2 separate regions of the Mus musculus genome follow, and region 1 is linked to region 2. The links are chromatin contacts, called in public HiChIP or PLAC-seq maps. All regions are on one chromosome and are shown on one strand. Each heading gives the region's core, a stretch centred on a gene start, on an enhancer-like site or on the middle of the called end of the contact. The rest is flanking DNA. Distances are from core to core; before and after follow the strand shown. Region 1 overlaps Atp6v0a1 (ATPase, H+ transporting, lysosomal V0 subunit A1). Region 2 holds the start of P3h4 (prolyl 3-hydroxylase family member 4 (non-enzymatic)).

Region 1 (2,916 bases), core at 149-2,648, 640 kb before region 2:
TTATGGTGAGCATGAATACCAAGCGCATGCTACGTGGTAGGTGGGAAGAGGCACAACCCAAAAGGAAACTATATCTTCAAATGTCACTGACTTTATGACCTTCACAAATCTCAGACTAGTGGTTTGTGCTATCAAATCAAATCAAACTTAATTTAAGTGTTTTTCTTCTCAATCCCACCACAGAAACTCAGAACTTGTGTATCAGGGAAATGCCAAGAGACTGTGTGAGGCATGAAGATGCTTGTGTCTGGTGCCAGGAATCATGAGCGCTATCCCTGGACCATTTTGGCAAGCACCAGCTAGCTGTTCCATCTCTCAGCAAAGGGCTAGCACCTGCTCAGCTCCTTCTAGGTCTTGGCATACTTCTGAATTTGGCCAATAGAGGGCGCCCAAGCACCAATTAAAATTGGTGGTGCCCCATCTCAGCAGCCACCCATCCCTCCAAAGCCAGGGTTTTGAAAGGTGCAGGAGGCTTCCTCCGAGAGTCTCCTCTTCTACTCAATACTTATACTGCCATACAGACAAACAACATGAGACGCATACTACAAGCCTGTGCTCGCAGACTATGCATTAGGGCATTCAGATGCCAGCAAGCGCCTCCCATCCTCTAACCAGCCTAAGAAGTTTGTTTATGGGGCACACGCAGCCAGGTCTCTCTGTAGGGCGGTGGACTTTCAGCCATGGTCTATTATGGTGTGTCAGGCCATGTAGCAGACACTTAGCGTGTATATTATTTTCTGTTTCTCACAGTAACTTTGCCACATGGCTATCATCGTCTCTCTCCACACAAGACCAAGTCATGTTCAGAGAGCTCAGGATCAGCTGCCAGTGAGGGCAGTTTGTCTCAGAAGCCTACTTCACACTACCGCTACGCCTCCACGTTCCTTTAGGAGAGTGGAGGAAGGCACACGGTCACTTAAAGGCCAAAGGTAAGCCTGCAATCATGGACGTTCTGGCAATAAAACATAGCACCCCAAACTGCCTCAGCTCCTGATAAACATGAGACCCAGGGCCAGGCAACCTCCTCAGAACAGGGCGCCCCTGCCTTGTTGGTCTGCCTGATGGTTCTGATCCAAGCTTCATGGCTCCTCACCGTGCCCAGCATAGGAGGCAACCAGGCTTTAACACAGGCAGGAACTAATGAGAGGTAGGCGCTCTCTCCTCAGATCAGCTCTGGAGACACAGATGGGAACATGAAAGCAAAGGGGGTCAAGAGGACAAGAAAAAGTGAGTCACAGGGCGGGGGGCTCGTTACACAGACACTCCTTACTGGAGTGGCTGGGGAGGTATGCTGCGGAGTGGAGCGTGCTGGCTGATAAACTGAAGAGAGGGTGCCAAGCCGGCAGCTGAAAGCACGCAGCACTCCCAACCTCCCAGGCTTACAGTAAACAAACCACTGGGTGCAGAGAAGAGGAGCCAGGAGGAGAGGGCCGGCTCAGAGAGGGCCAGCTCAAGAGACAGCAGCTTCTGCTGACACAGCAGCACAGGCCTTCTAAAGCAGCTATGGAGGGAGGACTACAGCCCGCCTCTAACATGCAGCAAGTCTCCCCATAGCCTGGTACAGCCAGGCACAGGATCTTAAACTTGCAATGCAAGCCAGGAGAGGAAGATGAGGGTCACAGAGGCAAGGCTTCTCAGGTCAGGGCTGTGCAAAGCCCTCCTGGAACGGAGATCACCCACACCACCTCAGCCAGGGCTTTCTGAGTTTGTGATCCCTTCACAGTGTGGGGTCAACTAGAGCTTCCCAGGATGCTGGGATTAACCCTTTCCTGAAATGGGGAACACAGCACCAAGGGGTAAATGGAGCCCCAAAGAGGCAGAGTCTGAGGCAGGGCTGCTAGCAAAACACAGGCTTCCTGGCCTTTAGGAGAATTCATACAAAAATTATATTCACTATTTATCTGAAACTCAATCTAACTGAACATCCTGTATTACTAAAGAATTCTTAAATTACAGTTGCGTGTGTGTGTGTGTGTGTGGGGTGTAAGTGTACACATCTGAAGGCCAGTGGACAACTTGCAAAGGTTGGCTCTCTCCTTCCATCATGTGGTTCCAAGGGATCAAACTCGGGTCGTCAGACTTGATGGCAAATGCTTTAACTGGGCCACATCGCTAGACTTCTCTTGTATTGGTATTTGCTAGGCCTAGCAACCCTCTTTTGAACTCACAGTCACAGCCCAGCCTCTAGCTCCTCTGTTCCTGAACCATTTCTTCATATAGAGTCCCTAAGGGTCACATGGTACATTAGCGAACACACACCACGGCCCTACACACACACATGCGAGCACACACACACCACACCACCTTTGGAAAAGCTGCTTTAGTATAGCTAGCATCCCACCAAGGCAGCAAGGGGTCCAGTCTAGTGCTCTAAAGACAGGAGTCACAGGCCAGAACAAAACAGAAACACCCACACACAAAATGAACTCCTAGCTGTGCAGGGTAGTTTTTGCCTATAATCCTAACACTTGAAAAGTTGAAGCAAGAGAATTGTGAGTTCAAGGCCAGCCTAGCTATACGGTGAGACCCTGTTTAAACATCAAACAAACAAACAAACAAACAACAATAAAACTAGACCTGTTACCACAACTCCCTCTCCACTCTATAAGCACAATTGGAAGCACTGAGGAATACTGAAGCAAGGAGCAGGTCCTTTCCCGGAAGCCATGAAAAGATGAGCTGGGCTTTCCTGTGGCCCTTCCCTGTGCTAGGAAAGTGGGGGAGGGATGTGCGGTGAGAGCTGGAGGAGGGACAGACTTCTGGTGCCAAGCAAGAGGACTGTCTACTCTTTGTGAGCAAAGGCGTGGCCTGCCCCACCCCTGGCCCCCTGCCACTCACCAGTGTAACCGCAGCGCGTGGAGGAAGGCCGAGAGGCCCTCCATGATCAGCAGGATAGCCACGGTCAGCGTGGCAAAG
Region 2 (3,059 bases), core at 186-2,685:
TCCCCAGGATGCTGTTTGTGGCAAAGGATTATGAAAGCACTACAGGAATGCAAACCTTAGAAGGGGCAACATTCTCTGGAAGCTCAGGAAAGTGGTGCTGAGTCCGGGAGTGCCCAAGCTCTTACCTGGAGTCAAACTTTTTCCCGTCTTCGAAAGTGCCATTGTAGTGGTAACGCACAAAATCCCCCATCTGCACTTCTCGGGGACAGGCCCGAGGGATGTGGTATCTCTCGATGACCACATCTTCCAAGGGGGCTCCGGCCGGGCTGGCACGGCCCAGTCCCCTCTCCAAGGTCTGTAGAAGCAACAGCAACGGCAGTATGCGGAGCCGATGGAGGGTGTGGCTGGAGGACCCCACAAGGAACATGGTGCCCAGACCAGGGACGCCGGCAGTGAGAGCGGACGCCAGCCGCTAGCCTCCTTCCCCCTCCTCTCAGAGCTGACTCCCCCCCTTCCTGTCCTCTCTCCCCACCCCGCCCTGGCGGGTCCACGTGGAATGGGGGCTGGGGAGAATGAGCTGGCCGGGCAGGGTGATGTTTTATGGTGAACTAGGAGGTGGGGGCCAGGTTGAGAGTCTCTGGAGTCCAAGGAATTTGCCACAAAGATCTCTGAGTCTCCCTCCCCCAAAACTCCATCCGGGACTGAGACCCGGGGCCTGGCCCAGAGGGAGGTTCGGGAAAGATGAGAAGTTGGAGTGGACTTCCAAAATGAAAAAGTTTTTTCCAGAGTCTCTGGGTCCTAAAGCCTGTTGGAGGAATCTCTAGCTTTCCCTGGCACCCCAAATCTAGGCCCCTTCTGGTGCAGGTGAGGCTGTAATCTGAGGGCTATTTCAGTTCTACACACACACACACACACACACACACACACACACACACCCGCCCCAACTCTCCTCCCGCGAAAGGTTAGAGGAAAGGGGGGTTAGGGAGAATGTTCTCTAGGTGAAAGGTTGTTTTGTCCTGCAAAAGCCTGGCTGCACTGAAGACACAGGAATCTTGCTCCGGCGGGAGGCTGATGGTGTCAGTGCTAGGTGTGCGGGGTAACAAGAGGTGTGTACGCCTCGACGTCAGCGCGGGTGTTTACCGGGCCACCTAGGGGGAGCAGAGGAGACTCGAGGAGAAAAAGACCAGATTATGTGACTTCGTCCACTTTGCCTACGCAAAGGACAGAGGTGGCACTTAAGGGGGGGGGGGGGGACGACACTGCTGTGGGGAGGGGCTTTCTGGGCGTGAAACGTAGCCCCACCCACCCGTGTCTGCCAGGGAGGGCCAGTGGTGGTGTAAGCATTGCTAGTGGTCGAGGGCCAGCCCACGTAGTGGACTCGAGCGTCAACTGACGGTCCTAGAGAGGCATTCCAGCCTCCCGGCTCTAGCCTAGGGCCCGGCGCTAAGACCCAGCAGGAGCTCCGGGGGTTGGGGGTGGGCTGGGCTGGAGCCCGAGCTGGCTGGAGCCCGACGGTCGCCGGCTGCTCCGTAAGCCTCCGGGCGCGGTGCGGGCATGGCTCGCGGGGCGTGGGGGCTGCTGTGGCTGCTGCTGGGCAGCGCCGGGGCCCAGTACGAGAAATACAGCTTCCGAGGATTCCCTCCGGAGGACCTGATGCCACTGGCCACGGCCTACGGCCACGCTCTGGAGCAATACGAAGGCGAAAGCTGGCGCGAGAGCGCGCGCTACCTGGAGGCGGCGCTGCGGCTGCACCGGCTGCTGCGCGACAGCGAGGCCTTCTGCCACGCCAACTGTAGTGGCCCCGCCACCTCTCAGCCTCGGCCCGCGTCCGGCCCGGACGGCGACCACGACGGCGATGGCGAGGACTGGGCTCGCGAGCTGCGGCTCTTCGGTCACGTCCTGGAGCGCGCCGCCTGCCTGCGGCGCTGCAAGAAGACGCTGCCCGCCTTTCAAGTCCCTTACCCACCGCGGCAGCTGCTGCGCGACTTCCAGAGCCGCCTGCCCTATCAGTACCTGCACTACGCGCACTTCAAGGTGGGCGCGGCCGGGGCCGCCGTCGAGTTTCCCTAGAACGTGAGGCCCGCGGTGCGTCCGAGGCCCCCACTGACCCACTCCCCACGCTCCTCACCAGGCGAACCGACTGGAGAAGGCGGTGGCTGCGGCCTACACCTTCCTCCAGAGGAACCCCAAGCACGAGCTGACCGCCAAGTATCTCAACTACTACAGGGGGATGCTGGATATTGGAGATGAGTCCCTCACCGACCTGGAGGCCCAGCCCTACGAGGTGTGGAGAGAGTGGGAGGGATGGCTAGCCTTGGTACACCTTCCTACAACCTCTTCACCCAACACACACACACACACACACACACACACACACACCTTATGAGCCTTCGGGGTCTTCTTGACTACCCCCGCCATGCACCTCTCCAGGCTGTGTTCCTCCGGGCTGTGAAACTTTACAACAGCGGGGACTTTCGCAGCAGCACAGAAGACATGGAGCGGGCCCTGGCTGAATATATGACGGTCTTTGCTCGGTGTCTAGCTGGCTGTGAGGGGGCCCACGAGCAGGTAGACTTCAAGGACTTCTACCCAGCGATAGCAGGTATATACCATTCAGACCACTGTGAGGTATCCCTCACCCACAGTGCCCTGGCTTCCCAGGCCTTCTAAGGCCTCTTAATGCGTGGCTATGTCCGGTGACCGCATTCAACAGGTCTAGCAAAGTGCTCCAAAGCTACACACGAGTCAGGCCTTTTCTGTCTCCAGTCTGATGAGAGAAATGCTGGTATACATAGCAAATTCTGGGTCAGCTATATAGAGAAATAGATTGCCTCAAAAAACAAAAGAACAGGGCACGGTGGCACAGGCCTTTAATCCCAGCACTCAGGAGGCAGAAGTAGACTGATCTCTGTGAGTCCAATGCCAGCCTGGTCTACAGAGTGAGTTCCTGGGCAACTGAAGCTTTATAGACCTTGTCTCGAACAACAACGGAGATGAGGAATTGACTCCAGGCAGGTGTGTGCAGAAAGCAGGGCTGGGTGGAGGAACCACAGCTAGTCTTTGGATCCGTGACCACAAGGCCCTTCAAGGGAGGTAGCGGTGAGGCAGAAAGAACTATT

Evidence for each region. HiChIP or PLAC-seq counts read pairs in DNA pulled down with a chosen protein or histone mark.
Region 1: an HNF4G HiChIP or PLAC-seq map of pancreatic cancer cells shows a contact between it and region 2. The contact joins the enhancer-like site here to the promoter of P3h4 in region 2. A contact is called at or near these places in 3 of 39 promoter capture datasets (embryonic stem cells, liver and pre-B cells), 1 of 15 datasets of contacts at CTCF or cohesin (embryonic stem cells), 2 of 484 Hi-C or Micro-C datasets (B cells and the G1E-ER4 cell line), 1 of 115 datasets of contacts at active chromatin or transcription factors (pancreatic cancer cells) and 2 of 9 other capture datasets (embryonic stem cells and liver).

Annotation. Positions count from the first base shown.
Region 1 is chr11:101,055,528-101,058,443 of GRCm38.p6, reverse strand. Atp6v0a1 (ATPase, H+ transporting, lysosomal V0 subunit A1) reads right to left here. Exons shown (of 22, transcript NM_016920.4): 21 at 2,839-2,916. Among named protein-coding and RNA genes, the nearest start is that of Naglu, 13 kb to the left of the region's middle. Within about 2 kb of position 1,398, at least 108 of the 459 cell types and tissues checked have an H3K27ac peak or open chromatin away from gene starts, as enhancers often do. A contact at or near this core is called in the G1E-ER4 cell line, liver and pancreatic cancer cells, where this site is marked.
Region 2 is chr11:100,413,092-100,416,150 of GRCm38.p6, reverse strand. It overlaps P3h4 (prolyl 3-hydroxylase family member 4 (non-enzymatic)), which reads left to right and starts at 1,435. Exons shown (of 8, transcript NM_176830.3): 1 at 1,435-1,974; 2 at 2,072-2,224; 3 at 2,371-2,542. The coding sequence starts at 1,495. It overlaps Fkbp10 (FK506 binding protein 10), which reads right to left and starts at 457. Exons shown (of 10, transcript NM_010221.2): 1 at 126-457. The coding sequence starts at 367.